Linked DNA regions of Mus musculus: region 1 is linked to region 2. A link is a contact called in public HiChIP or PLAC-seq data. All regions are on one chromosome and are shown on one strand. Each heading gives the region's core, a stretch centred on a gene start, on an enhancer-like site or on the middle of the called end of the contact. The rest is flanking DNA. Distances are from core to core; before and after follow the strand shown. Region 1 holds the start of 1700067G17Rik (RIKEN cDNA 1700067G17 gene). Region 2 holds the start of Platr5 (pluripotency associated transcript 5).

Region 1 (5,541 bases), core at 2,273-4,772, 260 kb before region 2:
TGGCTGCTCTTTCAGAGGACCTGAGTTCAATTCCCAGCACTCACATGGCAGCTCACAACCATCTGTAACTCCAGTTCCAGAGGATCTGACACCTTCACACCAATGCATATAAAAAATAAAATTAAATAAATTATTAAGAAAAGAGATTGATTGGGATTGGTCCCCCTTGGGTTTAAGGGTGCTCCTTAATTGATATTTGTTGATCCTAGACCCACTTGCCAGAAAGATCTGTTCTGGACAAACCTCATTAGCAGTATATGTCAGCCACAGGGATGGTTTCGGGGCTCACTCAATCGATGCAAAGCTCAGGGCTTAATTTTTCTCTAGGTATAAGCAAGGAAGCCAGGGCCCAGGGAACTGTGGGAGTCCTTGTGACCTTGAGCAAATCAGCAGAAGACAGAGACAGGGAAGGGGACAGGCAGGAGTCTTGAGCAAAACCTGAGTAGACTTCTTTCTCCCCTCCACCCCCCAGACCCCATATACGGGTTGCACCAGCTGTGCCTCTGTGAGTCTCTGAGACTAGTTGGCACTCACACCTGGGCTTTGAATCCCAAATTGAAGTTAAACAGGAAGCCAAAGGCTCCACACAGGACCACTCCAGCATCTCCAACTGAGCCTGTTCCAGGGGATTTCTTCTCTCTGGTTGACATGTGATCCTTCCCACAGTGCACCAAAACCCAATCCAACATGTCTGCTTCTCTTCCTGGTCTACCGAGCAGCCACATACAGAAGGTCAAAGCTCTTAAGATTCTCCACCTTTGTGAGCTAGTATATTCCAAGCACATGCCATTCACCCTGTAATTTAAACTCACAGTTCACCCTATCATGTAATTTCTCCATATTTCAGAGACAGACTTGTTGGTTATCATGAGGACCTCATTGTAGTAATATTTTCTTATGGCTATTAATTAAAATTATACTAACATTATACTTAGTTGCAAAAAGCAGATAGTAGGAACATATAGAAAATGGAAGGTCCTGCCATAAATCCCTTACATTTCAAGGTGAGTTCTCTTGGCAGTATTAAATAAATCAATAAACAATGAAAGTTGGGCAGGAGAGATGGCTCAACAGTTAAGAGCACTGACTGCTCTTCCAGAGGTCCTGAGTTCAATTCTCAGCAACCACAACCATCTGTAAGGGGATCTGATGTCATGTTCTGGTGTGTCTGAAGACAGCTACATAAAATAAATAAGTACATCTTTTTCTTTAAAAAGTTTATTTAGGCAAATAAGCATCTCCGAAGCATTTTTTAAATAAAATTCTTAATTTGTGTTTCAAGGATATTTAAGACACTATTGAGATAATGATGGATCTTTGCAAGCACAATGCAAACGAAACTGATGTTAAACCCACCAATCAACCCAGAAACTCGCCTTGAGAAAGCTTTTGGTTGTCAGTATGAGATGGGTCTTTGGAATTGGTGGGTTCTGACAGAGTGGTGTACCTGTGACAAAGGGCGGCACACTATGAAATGGTAAGGGATATAAGGCATACTGTATATGCTGTTTTAGTTGCATTCTTTAGCAGCTTAGAGTAGGAAGGTTTTATTCGACTTACATTTCCAGACCTCAGTCCATCATTAAAGGAAGTCAGGGTGAGAACTCAAGCATGAACTTGAAGCAGAAACCATGGAGGGCTGCTGCTTGCTGGTTCATCAGCAGGCTGTGCTTAGCTAGCTTTCTTGTACAGCCCAGGACCATCTGCCTAGGGAATGGTGCTACCCACAGTGAGCCAATTAGCAATCAAGACAATCCTCCACAGATATGCTTGCAAGCAAGTACAATATCCCTGATTGGAACAGTTGAGTCTCCTACCTCTGGTGACTCTAGGCTATGTCAAGTTTGGACAATTAAAGTTGACTAGGACATATGACATCAGATGAAAACAGAAAAAGCAACTTATACAAAAGTGTGCAGGTCTTTCCCTTACAGTAAAGAAACATAGTATTATATTCATTAGTTGCTTTTCATAAGTTAAGATAATTTTGCATTGGGAAATTATCCCTAGAAAACGAAATATAGAACCATCATATCATCTATTAATAACACACACACACACACACAGACACACACACACCCAGAGAGAGAGAGAAAGAGAGAGAGAGAGAAAGAGAGAGAGAGAGAGAGAGAGAGAGAGGTCACTGCAGTACTGTTCACTATTCACACTGGTTGTGCAACCAACCTGTGTCCATCAATGCAATATGCATAAGGAAAACAGGACATATATACACAATTGAATATACTATTCAGCCCTAAGAAAGGCAATCCTAACATTTGAGACAATTTAAATGAACCTGACATTATGGTATATGAAGAGGTTAGACAAAGAAAGGCAAATACATCATGACCTCAGTGATGTGTGGAATCTAAAAAATATGAGTTCAATACACACACACACACACACACACACGCACATGCACACACATATAGAGAGAGACAGAGACAGAGAGAGACAGAGAAAGAGTAGAACGGTGACTGGATTGTTGAAGGAGGAACTTTGGGGAGTGTCAGTGGAGGAAGACAAACATGATTGGACATAAAGAGTAACTTCAAGAGACTTACCACACGCTACAGCACCAGTATAGTAATAGTTAATATACATATTATGTTCTCAGAAAATGCTAAGAGTTTATATAGTCTCACTTCAAATACTAACTATGCAAAACAACACATACATTAATTAACCAAATTATTCATTGCACAATGTGTATATACTTTGGAATGGCATGCAGTACATGATAATTTATACAATTTTATCTGCCAATTAAAAATGGCTTTTGAGGTGAAGATTATTTTTGGATGAATCAAGATATTTTGGTTATTGTGTTCTAGCGCTGGCTGTGGGCGTGAGAAGAAATCCAGCACAAAAAATCTCTATTAGACGATGCCCTGGGTCACTATAGCGAGGCTCCATCTCCCTCACTGGTCTCTACAGGATACATATGTCTGAGGTGGCCTGGGAAAATTTATTTGTTTTACTTGCCTTTAAATTTCACGGAGTCCAGAAGGCACTTAAAGGAAGGAACTTAGATCACATGTGTCAGAATCCATCTAGTTTCTTGACAGTGAACCACCAGAGCCTGCTGCCTCTAAGAATTAGGGATAGAAAGTCACCTGCAATTTCAGAAAAAACAAAAAACAAAAAACAAAAAACAAGAGTGTTTGCTGAGGAGGGGAGGGAACCCACAGAGGGTTCCTGAGTGGGAAAGCCGCCAAGGAGCTGGAGTTGAGGACCGTGGGCATGGGAAGGCAGTGAGTACCATATCTGATGCTGAAGAAATGGAGCGCTGCTGGCTGAGTAGACCAGGAGCCTGAGAAACATCCCCGCTACTGAGATAGAAGCCAATGGTCTGAAAAAGAGATGGAGGGGAAAGGAAGGGAAGAGGTGTGAGCAGCCCGGAGAGGGGGAGACCTCGTGCACTTCAGGAGGTCGAAACCAAAAGGGAGACGAAGAAAGACAGATGTTTTTTGAGTTAAAGATGGAGTTCGCCCTCCAGGGTCACTAGAACAAAATGGCCTCAGTTAAGAGTCCACACCTAGACTTGGCACCACGAGGCTTCCTTATTCAGGAACAGAGAAGGAACATCGGAACACTGAGTTTCAGGTTGGGGGTGGAGTAACCGCTTTGAAATCAGAAGCAAAACTGGGAACCGCAGAGAGGTAAGGGGAACAGACCCTTTCACTTCCAAGTTGCTTTTAGTTTTGGTTTTTATCATAGCAAAAGAAAGCCAGGCAGAACTGTAAAGAAGGGAGAAAACTTGTCGAATCAGAGAAAATGTTTTATTGTCAGAAATTAGAGAGACAGAGACAGACAGGGGCAAGGGTGAGGGTAGGGGTTGGTTTTTCCTTAATGCAACTCGGAGAAATGTCTTTCCTATCCGGCTTCCAGAAGCTTCCTTGCCTGCGCGTTAGACCTGCTTCTGTGCTGAGTTTTTATATCCTGCCCAGGCTTGGTCACAGAAACCGCCCCGTGCCTCTCCTAGTTTCCACAGCTCCCAGGCACGCAGGTACTTTGGGCGGTGTCTGCACTTTTGCTTGGAGGAGTGCTCTGACCTCATGACTCAGCAGATGCCACGCTTAATTGGAGGTCTGGGAGGGGACGGTAGTTGGCTCCCTTGTGTTTCTCTCCAAAATGGTCCAAGTTTAACGGCTGCCTGTGCTGATCCTGAGCAGGTGTGTGATGGCTGAGAAGGCGTTTTCAGAGCATACAATAGCCTGTTTACCTGCTGTCTTCCCCTCCAACCCCCCTCCTTTAACTATTTCCTCCCTATCCTCCAGAGAGTCTGTCTGTGCCTGAGAATTAAGCTTTTGCCTTCACTTCGTTTTTATATATGGAATCTAATTAAACCTTTCAATTTGATTTTATGTGTGTCTGTATATGGTATATACATGAGGTGTGCACTCAACTGTGTTTGCCCATAGGCTGAAGGTCCATACCAGGTCTCCTCTTCTGGTTTCCATTTTATTCCCTGATACAACCCTCCCTAGATCATCATATCCTGAACTCACAGCCAGGAGAAACATATTTTCTTAATAAAGCACCTCTATTGTTATTGCTAGATCCTTAGTGTGTTTTCTGGTTATGGTAGATTTCAACTTATTTTTCTTGTTTCTCCTCCAGTCGGTGCTGATTGGTCAGTGTTTTCCACATGTTTTCTGGGATGCCTGTCTGACCTTGTCTGGCTGACCAGGCGCAGTGCTAGGGAGATCCTCTGTGTTTTTGAGGTAATTTTGGCTATGCTAAAGGTGTCTTGGAGTGGGGGCTTCCTGCCAGGTGCTCTCCTCTGCCTGTTAATTTTAGTCCAGTGCCCAGTCCCCCACTCTGTCTACAGAGCGTGCTAATCTCTGATTTAGGCTCTGATTTTCTGAATACCACATTGGGTCCCCTGGCCTCACCTCTATTCTGACTTGATTCCATTTGTGTAGTAGGTGTCACCTCCCAATTGCACCCTCTCTTTGAAGGAAAGACCTTTCAATGCACCCTCTCCTAGATGGAGAGAGAAAGTTACAGGACTCATAAGGCTCTCCCCGGGGCAATATACTATTAGAAATTGCTTGAGAGAGGAGACTCTTTGCAGGAGCCAGAGCTGTACATGGCGTTCCAAAGATGCCCCTCTGGCGAGTCCCGTGCTGGGGCTGGCTTTGAGTCATCTATGCTTCTATAAGGAGCATGCTCTTGTAAGTAAAGCACAGGAAGCCCACTGGTTCACCCACCTAAAGCTTGGGTGGAATTGCTTCTCTGCTCTGTCGATGGTACCCTACCTGGGGTTCATGTCTCCCCACATGAACAGAAAAAGTCACATAATACCTCCCACCCTGTTCCTCCCCGAAGACACTTTCTGCCATATTCTATCCATGAATCCAATGTAACTCCACCGTTCTCAGAACACAAAAGACACCTACTTTGAGGCTGCCCTCTCTTCCACTGTGGCCTGGGCCCTGTATCTGCTTCCTTTTTCACCCTGGCTGGCTTTGGAAGTCCTAATGCCTCTGGGATGAGCCTCCTCAGGCATCATAGTTATCAGAGGAATGGAGAGCC
Region 2 (4,940 bases), core at 1,460-3,959:
AAGACTTCCAGCTCCAACCACCCAGCCTGGACGTCTTCCTTTGTTTGTGTCAGCCTACAAGTCAGAATCCCCCTGATGATGATTAAGGGGCTTGGCTTATTCCAGTCTTCAGCCATTGTTGCTACTAAACGCTTGAATTCTCTTGTTTGCATCAAGGTATATAATTGGGAAGCATGTAAATTAGCCAAGTCTGTGAGCTGTAATTTCTCTGACTCAAAGGAGGGGGTTTGTAATGAAAACGGATGGTTAGACAGGATTCTGAAACCCGCTGGAGACTGCAGCCAAACACCTCCCACTCTTCAGGAAGTGGAGCGCACTCTCTCACTGTGGGCCTTGGCGGATGGAGTCTTCCTTTTAGCCTTAGCCGCACACAATCCAGTGAAGAGCAATGTAACCGGCAGTGGAGAGGGACTTGACTTATTCTTCCAAGGAAAGCATAGAGATTTCTTTTTACTAGCACCCGATGAGGCTTCGCCTGGAGTTGTAGTGAACCATGGGATGGATGGACTGATGGGTGGGCCTGGTTCGCCAGCCCGGGAGCAGGGTTGTCCTAGCAATGGAATAGAGCCCTTGTCACCCCTGGTGTGCCCATTAGGAACACATGTTTGGCTCTCATGTCCCTTTTGAGGGGAGCTTTTATACTCAGTGGAGCCCGGAGGCTCACACCCTCAGAGTGGTTGGAAATGTTGCTGAGTGGTGTTAAACTGACTGAAATGTCACAGTGTGGCTCTGGCTCCTACAGGGGAAGTGAATGGGCCTCCTTCCATCAACTCGGGCTGGTCGTCCACAGCACCCCCTTGTGGCCCTGGCGGAAGTGACAACGCTATGGGTCAGAATCCCTGGGGTGGAGGAAATCTAATTTGTGTGAGAGAAGTCATGTGGCTTCAACAGTCGAATGCTTAATTTTCTGAGAATTAAGACATATACATCCCGGTATCATTTTGGACACAATAGCGGGAGTAACTGATTATGTTTGTGTCTGAAGCAGGGCAAGTGCGCTGGAGCCTCCAGATAATTTTTCTGTCTTTGGTAGATTTTTTTCCTGACGACAGTGACAAGTACCTCTGCCTCTGGCTTTCACACATCCTGCACAGCAAACATATCATGCGGCCAAATGGTTAGAGTGGGACCTGGCCCTGAAATCCCCACACCCCAGCTCTGCCATGTCCCCTCTCCTGAGGATAGATAAGATTGTGGAGAGTTAGTTCTGTCTTCCTTTTCTGTGCCTTGAGCACAGGTCTGTCTTCATTTCTCACTGAAGGTAGCTACTGAGAACTATCTTTATTTTGCCCACCAAAAGGCATTGAAAGCAGTGTCTGGCTCAGCAGTTAACCCTCCTGAGCCAATAGTCATCACTCCTGCTGGCCGGTAGCTCGCTTTCCAACAGCTCCTCTCTTAATTTCAAGAAAGTTGATAATTAAATGTTATGTAACTCTTTGACCATGTAAAGTTTGGGTTTTTTTTTTGTTTTGTTTTGCTTTTGTTTGTTTATTTTTTCCTGAGATATAAGTTTATCATGGGGGCGGGGGTGGGGGAGAGGGACACTGGCTCTTTGTGGTTAGTGTCAAATTACTGCCCACAGATTGGAACCACAGGAGTATTGGGGAAAGCTGATTTTAAAACAGGCAGGACTGAGAAACAGATAAGTTGCTATGATCTCCGGGCAGAAAATTAGGTTTGTAAGAAAATTTACAACTACTTCTTACAGGGGCTTAGGAAACAGGGACAAGATGAATCTCCCAAGGAGGATGGAGAGAGTGAGACTGTAGCCGACAGCAGCCACGGGGTACTGGGTTCCTGAAAAGAAAGCTGGCGATGGATGGGAAGGACAGCAAGAGAAATAAGGAGCCAAGACCAAGTTCTCTGATCAAGGTTCAACTTTAATTCTTGAGTCTGAATTTTTAAAGGGGGGGAAATCCATCCCCCTCTTTGCCAGGATCTCCTTCCTGCTTTGTCAGCATCTCGTCAGGAAAGCAAGCTCAGCTGCTCAGCAGGTGGTGGCTTCTTGCAGGAAGCTGCAGATGTGGCAGGACAATAGACTTCACCTCGGTCAGAAGACTCCATCCTAGGGGAGATAACCAACTGTGGCAGACAAGGTCTGATTCAGCCCACACAAGGCTAAGGGAGGGCACAGTTCCTCCCTTTTTATTAAGAATTAGCTGGACTGGGGCATAAGATTTACTTTTCCATGGTTCAGCCTGGGAATTATGGTGGCTGGCGGCCATGCCTGGCTTAGGACTGAGCCTAGACTCTCTCTTACCCGTCTGGGAGAAAAGAAAAACATGGCTCCATGTTTATTTCCTCTTACCTCGGATCAGCACACACACCTTTGGCTCACAGGCTTTGCTCCAGACCAATTCCCTCTTCAGCTGGGTTTGGGGGTGGCCAAGACCTCCAGCGAGAAAGACATTATCTGTCAGCCCATCATGTTGTTTAGAGTCAGGGGAGGCTGCTAGGTTACTGTCTGAATTAGGGTTTCCACTGCTGTGAACAGACACCATGACCAAGGCAACTCCTAAAAAGAACATTTAATTGGGGCTGGCTTACAGGTTCAAAGGTTCAGTCCAGTATCATCAAGGCGGAAAGCATGGCAGCTTCCAAGCAGGCATGGTGCAGGAGGAGCTGAGAGTTCTACTACACCTTCATCCAAAGGAATCCAGGAGCCGACTGGATGCCATGTGGCTAGCAGGAGGGTTTCAAAGCCCACCCTCACAGTGACTCACTTCCTCCAATAAGGCCACACCTACTGCAACAAGACCACACCTCCCAATAGCACCACTCCCTGGGTTAAGCATATTCAAACCACCACAGTGACCCTCCAGGAGAACATCAAAATAGATACTTTATAAAGAGTTTGGGGGAGAACCTCACCCTTGCCGGCCCTGAAGGATACCTGCCAGGTTCTGAGAGGAATAGTCAAGTCACACAATTCACCTGGAAATAGAGTCTCTGGTGAGTTAGAGCCCAGCAGATGAACTGAAGGTGGAATTCTAGTCTGGCAAATCTGCAGGGCCGTGGGGGAAGGCATCAAGGTGTGCATTCTGCACAAGGCCTGGGATACTGATTAAGTCCCTAGAGCATCTCTGTGTGAATGAACGTTCCTGCCCAGCTTGCCAAGGCACGGCTGCTCATGCTGTCTGAGCTTAGGTTCTCTGTTGGGTATGTGTTTGTGTTGGGTTCTTGAGTAGCTATGGAAAGTGGGATGTGATTTTCTTCTTTAATAAACAATTTAAAAACAATTTCCAATTGTTTGTTTGGTTGGTTGGTTGGGTTTTTGTTGAGACAGAATCTCTTTATTATGTAGCTCTGGCTACCCCAGAACTCACTCTGTAGACCAGGATGGCCTCAAACTCACTTAGATGCCCTTACATCTGCCTCCCAAGTGCTGGCATTAAAGGTGTGTACTAACACACCTGACTAAATATTTCCAAGTGTAATTAAGGACATAATTTACTTTCTGATCCCCACTTGTTTTGCAAGGACTGTCTCTGCTCACCCACTTCCCCACTCACACACACACACACACACACACACACACACACACACACACACACACACACAGCTATATGATATCCATTTAAGGTCAGAGAATCAGCCCTGGATGTCATTTCTCAAGCACCATTCATCACACTTGTGAGACAGGGTCTCTTACTGGCCTGGAACCCACCAGGTGTTAGGCTTGCTGGCCAAGGAGGGTCCAGGATCAGCTTGTCTCTGCCTCTACAGTGTTAGGATTGCAAGCACAGGCCCCCACCCTGGCTTTTGCGTGAGCTCTAGGGCTGAAGACCAAGAAAACTTCTTTACCCCTAAGCCCTCTCCCCAGCACCCCCTAATTTCTGAAGGCTGATCCATCCTGGGCAAGTTTGGCCTTGCTGGGGTGTGTCTTGTGAAAATGAAGAAGCACCCAGGAGAAGCAGTTGGGAGCATCCTCACCGAATCTGTTGGTTTTTATTGCTCCCAGAAGTCTGACATCTTGTTATTGGTAAAACTCTCGAGATGGAAAAGTTATGGTTGCTATTAACAGCCATGAGCCATGACTGCAAGAGAGAGAGAGAGAGAGAGAGAGAGAGAGAGATTTCTCAGATGATTGTGGCTGTTCTTAGCCAGCTTAAGTTAAAGCAGAATTAAGAAATAAAACACTAAACCGGTATAATTCCTAAATGCTTACCCTTATACCCACGGATAAGTTCTCACCCCTCCTCATCCAAGAAGCCTCTCTTGGCAGCAGACAGAGACCATTGCATAAAGTCACAACTAGTCAAAATGCAGAGAACAACTAATCCATTGTGGGTAACCCCGAGCCGATGGCTACATCTACAGCATAACTCCTGTGCCTGCGGAACATTGTAGAAGAGGGGGCAGAAAGATTGTTAAGAACCAGAGGGCTAAGAATTCTGCAGGGGGGGGGATGACGACGACGACGATTATGTCTCCTAGAACTGATAGGGAAGCTTCACGCATGATACCTCAATAGTATGGCTGCCTAAACAAGACGTGAATAAGTATAGTGCCAACAGCCATACCAGCATAGAAAGGGGGCATGTTACAGGGCCCCACCCCTAGGTAAGTGCTACATGCAGCTAACGCCTGATAGAGAAGGGAAATTAGTTTTCCTCGGTGATGAGCCCCCAACTGGTTATCCAGTGTGATATGGTCAGTCCTAAAATCATATTCACACAACTGACATTGAATGAGCACAGCTGGATGAATTTATATATTTATGCACACACACACACACACACATCAGTAATATTTCAAGAAAAGGGCTATGAATTTGAGAGTGAAGAATGAGGATGGCTGAAGGAGGGATAAATTATGTAATTATATTTTAATTTTCAGAATAAAATAAGTTATTCAAAAACCAAGATGCTGGCCCTACTCATTGATTTAAATATAATCAGCCCCATTCTCTTCTACAGACTTGCAGAACAGCATTCAGC

Evidence for each region. HiChIP or PLAC-seq counts read pairs in DNA pulled down with a chosen protein or histone mark.
Region 1: a contact with region 2 is called in an H3K27ac HiChIP or PLAC-seq map of embryonic stem cells, with 8 times the contacts expected there. The contact joins the promoter of 1700067G17Rik here to the promoter of Platr5 in region 2. A contact is called at or near these places in 3 of 39 promoter capture datasets (the 3T3-L1 cell line, embryonic stem cells and liver), 1 of 15 datasets of contacts at CTCF or cohesin (embryonic stem cells), 10 of 484 Hi-C or Micro-C datasets (the AML12 cell line, the AtT-20 cell line, cerebellum and 4 more), 5 of 115 datasets of contacts at active chromatin or transcription factors (embryonic basal ganglia, embryonic stem cells and fibro-adipogenic progenitors) and 1 of 9 other capture datasets (embryonic stem cells).

What each region holds. Positions count from the first base shown.
Region 1 is chr1:89,014,094-89,019,634 of GRCm38.p6, reverse strand. It overlaps 1700067G17Rik (RIKEN cDNA 1700067G17 gene), which reads right to left and starts at 3,522. Exons shown (of 3, transcript NR_040471.1): 1 at 3,263-3,522; 2 at 2,986-3,089. It overlaps Gm34194 (a long non-coding RNA gene), which reads left to right and starts at 3,457. Exons shown (of 9, transcript XR_003947921.1): 1 at 3,457-3,662.
Region 2 is chr1:88,752,659-88,757,598 of GRCm38.p6, reverse strand. It overlaps Platr5 (pluripotency associated transcript 5), which reads right to left and starts at 2,709. Exons shown (of 3, transcript NR_040493.1): 1 at 2,641-2,709; 2 at 2,309-2,515; 3 at 1,866-2,065.